Linked DNA regions of Hordeum vulgare: all the other regions are linked to region 3. A link is a contact called in public Hi-C and HiChIP or PLAC-seq data. All regions are on one chromosome and are shown on one strand. The core of a region is the stretch at or near the end of the contact, and the rest is flanking DNA. Distances in the headings are between cores, read along the strand shown. Region 1 holds the start of LOC123444408 (probable alpha,alpha-trehalose-phosphate synthase [UDP-forming] 7). Region 2 holds the start of LOC123444410 (ras-related protein RIC2-like). Region 3 holds the start of LOC123440255 (transcription repressor OFP1-like).

Evidence for each region. A called contact is a pair of places that touch in the nucleus more often than the background predicts. HiChIP or PLAC-seq counts read pairs in DNA pulled down with a chosen protein or histone mark.
Region 1: an H3K4me3 HiChIP or PLAC-seq map of embryo shows a contact between it and region 3, with 10 times the contacts expected there. The contact joins the promoter of LOC123444408 here to the promoter of LOC123440255 in region 3. A contact is called at or near these places in 1 of 6 Hi-C or Micro-C datasets (leaf) and 1 of 1 datasets of contacts at active chromatin or transcription factors (embryo).
Region 2: a contact with region 3 is called in a Hi-C map of seedling, with 2.7 times the contacts expected there. The contact joins the promoter of LOC123444410 here to the promoter of LOC123440255 in region 3. A contact is called at or near these places in 1 of 6 Hi-C or Micro-C datasets (seedling) and 1 of 1 datasets of contacts at active chromatin or transcription factors (embryo).

What each region holds. Positions count from the first base shown.
Region 1 is chr3H:486,006,084-486,009,006 of MorexV3_pseudomolecules_assembly, forward strand. It overlaps LOC123444408 (probable alpha,alpha-trehalose-phosphate synthase [UDP-forming] 7), which reads right to left and starts at 1,495. Exons shown (of 3, transcript XM_045121109.1): 1 at 1-1,495. The coding sequence starts at 1,332.
Region 2 is chr3H:486,800,849-486,803,951 of MorexV3_pseudomolecules_assembly, forward strand. LOC123444410 (ras-related protein RIC2-like) reads left to right here and starts at 1,828. Exons shown (of 2, transcript XM_045121111.1): 1 at 1,828-2,246. The coding sequence starts at 2,011.
Region 3 is chr3H:486,432,304-486,435,402 of MorexV3_pseudomolecules_assembly, forward strand. It overlaps LOC123440255 (transcription repressor OFP1-like), which reads left to right and starts at 1,399. Exons shown (of 1, transcript XM_045116832.1): 1 at 1,399-2,476. The coding sequence starts at 1,522. The coding sequence ends at 2,391.

The DNA.
Region 1 (2,923 bases), core at 245-2,744, 430 kb before region 3:
AACAACAGGGCTGTACCCGGACCGGCCAAACTCTTCATTAATCCTATTGTAGCTCTCACGAATCTCAGCCTCAATGGCTTCCAGATCTTTACCCTTCCCACGGACTGGCTTTGCAATCTGCACCAACACTGCTCGTCCCTGCCACTTGGGGTGTGTCCTCAGCATATTCTCAAAGGCAAGAAGCTTCAAATTGATCCCTTTAAAGATATCCATATCATCCATACCGAGCAACACAGTCTTCCCCTCAAACTGCTGCTGCAGCTCGGAAACTCTCCACTGCCTGTCCGGCAAGCAGAGAACCGACTGCAACTGATCCATATGAACTCCCACCGGCATGATTTTGATCCCAACAGTGCGGCCAAAGTACTCCAATCCAATGTATCCACGCTTGGACTGGTATTCGATTCCCAGCATCCTACTGCAGCATGAGAGGAAATGCCTGGCGTAATCGAAAGTGTGGAACCCGATGAGATCACAATTGAGCAGCGCCTTTAGGATCTCCTCGCGGACAGGCAGGGTGCGGTAGATCTCCGAGGAGGGGAATGGGCTGTGGAGGAAGAAGCCGATGCGGAGGCGGTTGAAGCGGCGGCGGAGGAAGGTGGGAAGCGCCATGAGGTGGTAGTCGTGGACCCACACGTAGTCGTCCTCCGGGTTGATGACCTCCACGACCTTCTCGAAGAAGAACTTGTTGGCGAGCACGTATGCCTCCCACGAGCCGCGGTCGAAGCGGCCGTTGCCAGCCGGGGAAGCCGATGAGGAGGATGAGGAGGAGGTTGGTGTAGAGGCGAAGGGGAGCATGTAGTGGAAGAGAGGCCAGAGTTGGCGCTTGCAGAAGCTGTGGTAGAAGCGGTCGTGGAGGGACTCGGGGAGGAACACCCCGACGCAGCGGAAGCGGTCGTACAGCGCCTGCGAGACCTCGTCCTGCTCGGCGAGGGGGATGTCGGCGCGCACGCCGCCGACGAAGAGCACCTCCATCTCGTCGGGAATGCCGTCGCGGAGCTGGAGGAGCAGCGAGTCGTCGTCCCAGGAGAAGGACCAGCCGCGGCCGTCGGGGCGGCGGCGCGCGACGATTGGGAGCTGGTTGGAGACGACAAGCAGGCGCTCGCCCGACACCGAGGAGGGCACGTCGGAGGCGACGCTGTTGGTGGCCGCCGGCTCCGACTCGTCCTCCCCGTCGAGCTCCGACAGCGTCCCCGGCACCGTCATGACCCGCGACATCCGCTTCATCCCGAACGAGCCCGACCTCCGCCGCGCCCCGCCGCCCGCCGGGCCCAGCGCGGCGAAGTTGCCCTCGGCGAGATCGAGCAGGTTGGTATACGACCGCGACATCATGGCTGAAACCGCCGCCTCGGGAAATCCAGGCCCCTCGGAAACCGCGAGATCGTGCCCCGCTTTGATCCGATCCGATCTGATCGAGACGGCGAGCGAGGGAGGTTGGGGGGGGGGGGGGGGGGAGTGGTGGGCTTTCGAGTTTGGAAGTGAAACCGGAGGCGAGAGGTTGGGGACGGGGGAGGAGGACGCGCCCCGTATATTCCACGGGGTGGGGGTTAGGCTCGGGCTGAGGCTGAGGCTCGGTGCACGACTCCCTCGTGGACTAGCGCCCACTGACAGCAACGGGCAGCCGCCGGGTCGGTGGGTGCGATCTCCGTGGACCGCGCCTATCTAGGCTGCGCGAAACGGGGGGCGGGCGACGCGCAGGGGATAAGGTTTGCGCTCGCACTCTCCGATGCCAGCTGGCGTCACGCGCCCCACCTCCCCTCCCCTTGTGGGGCGCACTCACTTATTAACGGTTACGATGAGGGCCGCTACAGGCGCCGCTGGCCGACGGACGGACCAGATCCAGGCGGCCGTGGTTGCTTACATAATTGTCGCCCATTTTAACTGTTCCGGTGGCTCGTTTCGTCCTCTTCTTTCCCGGTGGGCACGCCTTTGCGGCGATAAAAACGTGTCGGGTGCAGGCGTGGCCACGACGCCGTGGCCGGGGTGACGCAGGGCGTGACGCGCGCGCCGGGGAAGCGCCTGCACACCGCTCCTGTAGGATTTTTTTTTCTTTTGAGAATCTCCGCTCCTGTAGGCTTGTTTGTAGTATTGCTCTGTTTCTTCTGCCGCATTTAAGATCTTTGTGGAGTCCCGTCCCGGCTAACAAATCTGTGGTTTTTGGTCGAAAGGCAAAGCATGTGGCTCAGAGCCTCCGCGCGACGCGATCCATCGTGCTCAGCGTCGGGCCATCGCTCGCATCGCGTGCTCGGGCCGCAGCTACGACGCCCGTGGCAGGGCTCATCAGATTGGAAGTTGTGCGTTGTCTTTTACCATGTCTCGACAGACAACGGGCTATATCTAGTTTTCGTGGTGAGGCGGGTAGGGCCTCCTGAAAGCAACCTTGCAACGCTCGACCGGAAAAAATAAGATCTCGTCTCGCCGTGGCGATTCAGCGGTCGTGATTCTGAGAAGGACAATTATATTATACTACTGTATCTGTTAAGTAATGGGCTGCGGGTTAAGCTTAACATAATCCAAGTGGTCATTCTAAATGGAAAGCGAGCGCCGCGGCACTTGAGCAGTTCAAGAAGCCGGCCATCTCCTTTTTTTAAGCAGGCAGCCAGGACGAATCAACGCACGTTTCGTCCAAAGAGGCCTTCCAGACGATGTGGCTGCTGCTGCTGGTGGCAAACTTTCTCCGGGCTGGAAAACGGATTCGAGCCCCCAAACGGCGGGTGAGATCCATCGGCGGTGCGCGGTCGTCTCGTCGTCCCCCAGACGCCAGCTCGGATCGCAGGGCACCGCCGTCGTGGTGTCGATGGGCAGGGACGCGGCTGGCCAGCACGTTCACCCTGCGTGCTGGCTGGCACGCGCTTAATTTTGACTGCAGCGGGCGGCAACAGGCGCCGACGTGTAGGTGACGTGGAGACCGAGCACCGCTGCC
Region 2 (3,103 bases), core at 578-3,077, 370 kb after region 3:
AAGCGTCGTGGACACCGGAGAAAGCTCAGCCGCCACGTGACTCCGGCGACGAATCCAGTTACGAGATCCCTTGATCCACCGCCCTAGGCACTGTCAAATGAAGCCACCTCTTGCTCCGTTATCCCCAATGGAGACGATGCTATCGCCGTCGCGTCCGGAGCCGCTGCTTTGGGGCCCTCGTGTAGTAGATCTCTACCAAGTCCGCCATCCCCATGTTGTCCCCGGAGCACCACCACGAGGATCAGTCGCAGTAGGAAGATCTCGCATCGCCATGACCGCCCCAATAGGAAGTCGTGCCACAGTCGCGTGTCGCGAAATCCCTGTCGTCCCCTTCACCGACGGCACATGGACTTACCCGACGGTCACCTTTAAGGATTGCGAGGGGAGATGAGAACGGGAAGGGGGTACCGGCGGCAGGGGCTAGGGTTAGCGCCCCCATCGTCCTGGAGGAGGCGATGCGAGGGAGCCACACCTTGTGATGAACTTGCTACTACCTACTAGTCCCTCAACTAATACAAAGTGAGGGAATACACTTTATTTCTCGTTCTCTGCTAGCATCTCAAAGATATTATAGCATCTACAATAGAAGATGTAGATGCAAAAAATAACTAGCTTTTGCAGCTTCGAGGCCCCAAAACGCCGCTTCAAGACATTATGCAGATACAAAAAAAATACATCTGCGAGATGTATCCTATACCACTTTGTGGTGCAATTTTGCATCTTCAACTCGAGGAGATGTAAAGTCGCGTCCGTCCACCAACCACCCAACCGCCACTTCCTTTCCCTTCCGCGCGACCGGCTGCGGCCGCCCAACTCCGCTGCCAGCCAAATCCACTTCAAATCGTCGCCGCTGTCCACCGCCCGACGCCCACACGGGCCCGCCGTTACTTCGCCACCCCACCCCTCGTCCCCAGCCGCTTACCTCGCCCAGGCGCCGCCCAGAGCCGTCGATTCAGTTTCAGCCGTCGATGAATCGAAGTTTCTTCGACGCCCGCGGCTGGCCTAAATGCCTTCGCGTGTGAGGTCTACGATGGGGTAGGCTTCATCCAAGATTAGACCCGTGCCCCCTCCCCCCGCGAGAGATAGTGAAGGCACGCCACTTCGTCTGCTTGATGGCCGCAAGCCTTGCCGTTCTTCCGGCCGTGCGAAGACGCACGCCTGCCACACAGAGCTCCCGACGACACCGGCCATCTCTTTAGTTGTGCAGTCCCCGCCGCTTGCAACCGTTGCCGGCTGTACAGCGGCCGTGCGACGGTCGGTCAGTTTTGCATCTCCAGTTTACATCAACTATTGGAGTTGCCCATTTACATTATCGTTTTACATCATCTGTTGAGGTTGAAACCTTTTTAAAAATATAAAATCACTTTTTGATGATGTAAATTCTATAGCACCTACTTTTGCATCTTCAAATATACATGTTCCAAATGGATCTACATCTTGACTCTCGAGGTAGAGCACAATTTTACACTAAGGTTTAGTTGAAAGCAATGTTTTGTTTCTAAACCTCGGTATTTTAATACTACAATTTTTTATACAATGACAATGTATACTGTAGTTTATGAAAACAATGACATGTTTGGCAATCGAAATATACAGTGTCGTAATAATACTGCAAAAATACTACAGTTTTATGTATATTGTAGTTTATAATACTACAATTTTAATCAGACCCAAACACCTCAAAGTATTTAAAATCATTGTATTTTGACTGTAGTATTCTTGAAATACTTTAAAAATAGTTTGGAACCAAACACAGCCTAAATCATAAAACTGCAGGGGGTTTCGTGCACAAGAACGGCGCACCAAATAAATATTTCAGATTTATTACGACTGCGTAGCAGCAGCAAGGCAGCAAACCCAGTTCACACGGTGTCGCTGTCGCCCATTACTGCTCCGTCGTCGTCCACAGCGACGCCAACGCTGCACCCAGCCAGACCCCGCGAGATCCAGAGCCTAGCACTAGCTGGCCGGGGAGGAGGAAGGTCCAGGACCCGCGAGACAGGCAAGGGGATGGCGGGCAGCGGAGGCGGCGCCTACAGGGCGGAGGACGACTACGACTACCTCTTCAAGGCGGTGATCATCGGCGACTCCGGCGTCGGCAAGTCCAACCTGCTCTCGCGCTTCACCAAGAACGAGTTCTGCCTCGAATCCAAGTCCACCATCGGGGTCGAGTTCGCCACCCGCAGCCTCCAGGTCGACGGCAAGGTCGTCAAGGCCCAGATTTGGGACACCGCTGGCCAGGAGAGGTGCTTGCTCGCCTCCCATCTCTTAATTACTAACTCCTGCCACTTCCTGTTAGTAGCTGTTCAAATCGCTGGTAGTAGTATGCTCGCCAGTATGGATTTGCTTGCTTCCTGATCTGTTTCTTCGGACCCAGGATGCTACCTTCGCTTGGCCATTCATTTGCTCTATCAAATTAGTTTGGTGATGCTGGTAATCTGGTGATTGCTTCATTTTTGTTGCCAGTCTAGACGATCTTGGTATAGTGTGGATCGGAGTGGAGTAGTAAAGCAGTGGCAAATACCAAATGAAGTACTATTGCTTGGTACCCCAACTCAGGTCTGCGTTTCACTTGATTCGTCCTCTAGGTTAGATCGGACACCTACTTGTGATTTAGCTGTTGGACTTTCGTTTCTTACATCTTAGAGTTTAGTGGTTTGGGGTTGAAACCATTGTTGTTGTTCTAGACTTCTAGTGGCTGTGGTGTCTTCTTTTATTGGAGTTCATACATAAACCAGTGGAGAGATGCATCGTGGAATTGTTGGATTATGCACCAGCACACTTGGTGTGACCATGCGAGGGGTGTGATTGGAGAAGGAAAGGTGTGTCACAGGTTTTGGAAGATCTGTTGGTGTGGCCTTGGCGATGAAATGACCACTGCAGAGGGTTATTCTTGCTAGATCTCAGAATAGAAATTGCCACAGAATCACTACGTTTCTGAATCATGTGGGGGTATAATTACACTCGTACAACATAAGTTGGTTCCCAACTTATCTGGCCTGTAGCACGATACAAATGATTTCGATCAGCTAGCTGTCTAGCCAGCAACTGCAGCAGCAGGTCATCGAGACCACTTTAGAGCAGCAACATTCACACAAAAAGA
Region 3 (3,099 bases), core at 149-2,648:
CGACCGTTTCCGTGGCAGTCCAGCGTCGGGTCTGGACGGATATCGCCGTCGCCGCCCGCCTGGCTTCTGCATCGCGGCCAGCCTCGACCTCCAGCTCGCTGCAGAGCCGCCCGCTCGAAGCCAAGCCGGTCCAGCGCGCCTGAGACCCCACCGCCATCGGATCCGCGCGGAGGCTTTGCCCGAAGGACGCAAACGGTCGGCGGCGAGGGGAGGAGGTGAATCGGGTCGGGGCGGACGCGATATGCGCCGGAGTGACAGCTGCCCAGGGGCTTTTTTTGAAAAAACGAAACGTTTTTTCCACTTAATGAAAGACCGCGGGTTGATTTCACAAAAATAGGGGGACTTTTCTGCAAAAACGGTACGACGGCAGAAGGCATAGCCGCTTTATTATTTGGGAGAGATATCGCGAGGAGCGGCAGGATGACCCGTCGGTAAAAAATAGTCAAATCTCGAAATTTTTACAGTCAAAAGACGAATTTTTGTCGCGGGAGCGCTACAGTTTATCCTCGCATGCATGGAAAAGTAGGGAGTAGCAGAGACAGGCCCGGCCGCAGGTCAGTAAAAAGGCGTGGAATGCCCGAGGCGGGACTTTGTTCGAACAAAGCAGGAGGCCGGACACTCACGCTGCTCAGACGCAGAGGATGCAACAACCGTAGCCGTAGGCATGCAAAAGCCGGCACGCCAGGCACAGGCCGCGGGCCCCACCCAATCTCCAATCACCACCACAGTCCACAGCCTCTGCAGCTGCTACTCCACGCCACGGTGCCGCCCTTTTCCCGCAATCCGCAGCGCGCGTGTCTGCAGCTCTGCTCTCTCGCGGTGAAAAGGAATGGAAAGGCAGCCAGGGCACGCACGCACGCACGCAAAGACGAGAGGCGAGTTTGCGCCGTGGCCTCGTGGAATGGGGTCTCAGGAGTTTCGCCCCAGTGGCCTCCTCGATCGGTGATTCCCTTTGGTTGCATCTCACTTTCTGTTCCCAAAGTTGCACTCCTCCTGATCGCTCCACGCCCAGCCATGTCTCATTGTCCCTGATGCCAGCGCTAATAAGCCGGTCTTGTTGAGTGCATCCAAATCGATCTCCTGATCATAATCTGTAAAAGAGACCACTGTCAAGATCTGGGTAAACACAACAAAAGTCATACATACAGCAGGGCTGTGTGATATTAGCATGTCGCCAAAGGCTGCACTAATAGTACTACTACTTTGAAGTCTGCGAGGGACACGCCAAACATGATGTACTCCTACTATTACTCCCGAACAATCAGCTTAAATATCACTAGCGTCAATCACGCAAATCAATCAGCCAAAATGCAGGGCACATGCATGCAAAAGAGAAGTGGACGGCTTATTAAAGCTCTAGCTTCCCAGCTTTGAACTTTCAAACGTCATACCGTAGCTTGGCCGCCAAAACCCCTCGACTTTAAATACCCCATGGCCCCGGACTCTTCTCTCCTCACACTCCAAGCTCACATCACATAATAACCGAGCTCACCAAGAACACCGAGAAACCAGCAGATAGCCATGGGGTGGTGGGGGCTGAAAACTACCAAGCAGCAGGACCATGCGCACCAAGAGAGCAAGAGCGGCAAGGGCAAGGCGGCCTTCTCGCCGCTCACATGGTTCTCCAAGCTCACGGCTAAGCACAATGCCGCTGCTTCCTCTAAGCTCAAGCACGGCGCGCCTGAGCCCAAGAGCTCCGGCGGCGGCGGCTTCCACGAGCGCGCGACCCCGGGCCCGGCACCGCAGAGCAATCCGGCAGATGCCTTCTCACCCACGGCCGCGGCCGCTGATATCGTGCCGCGTCGCCTCTCGGTCGGCAACGACGACGCCGAGGCTGAGGCCACGGCCGCGCGCCAGCTCTACCGCCGACGCCACTACTCCGTCGGCGGTGATCGGGATCTCCCTCCGCTCAGGCACCTCATCGCGTTCTCCCGCGCCGCCTCCCCGCCGCAGCCTGCGCCGACCCCGGTGCTGACGGCAATGCCGCCGCTACCATCCGACGCGGACGAAGAGAAGCTGCCTCCGAGGCGCCAGCGCCGTCGCCGAGGAACCGGGCGGCGATCTTTCTCCGGAAGGACTGCGCCGGGCGCGAGGCTGGCAGCGGTCCGCGTCCGGTCGCCACGGTGCGCCGTGGCAGCCGTGTCGGGGCTCGAGAGGTTCGCGGTGGTGCGGCGGACGAGCGACCCGCAGCGGGAATTCCGCGACTCGATGGTGGAGATGATCGCGAGCAAGCGCATCGGGCGGCCGGAGGAGCTGGAGACGCTCTTGGCGTGCTACCTCTCGCTCAACGCCGACGAGCACCACGATTGCATCGTTAAGGTGTTTCGCCAGGTCTGGTTTGAGCTCAACCCCGCCCGCGTGGCCACCGTCACCGGCCAGGCTCGTAGCTGAACTTCCTTTGTCGGGCAGCCGCCCGGCTCGTCCATGTAACATGTGCCGGTGGTTCATAATTGGCGAAGTACGGCGATCTTTTTCAGAGATGCTTGTTTTCTTCTCCTATAAACGCGCTGGCTGTGGGCAAAATTGATAAATTTGATCTACACGCGAAAAAATTTCATAATCTAAACCGCGTTTGAAAAAATTCATATAACTGATCCTTTTGTGTGGCGCCGACAATGAGGCGCCACACTATACTGTGTGTCACATTTGTCTTAAACGTCACAGAATGTAGTGTGACGTCTATATCTTATAGTATCTCCAGCCGCACCCCCAACAAGCCCCTTTGAGGCGATTTTTTGTCGCCGACGGAGAAAAACGCCGAGGAGCCTTTTTTTTTTGCCGGTTAGGGTTGAAATTGGTCCGACGGTCCCAGTCCGAACCCAACACGCCGGGGGGCGCCCGAAAGCGTCGCGCTATTATTTGCATGCAACAGGCCCACTGTGAGCCTCCAACTCCCTCTCAGCATCTCCCTCTACTGCATGCAAGAGGCCCACCCATGTGCATGCATCTCGCCCACTTTATCTCTTTTTTCCTTTGTCTTTTAGTGTTGGGTGGGGGCATGGTGGGAACCCGAGGCCCCTCCAGCCATTATTTTTGTCGGTTGATCCCGAGGCGGCGTTGTTTCGGCCCCTGAGGCGCCTTAACGGCTGAAGATGCTCT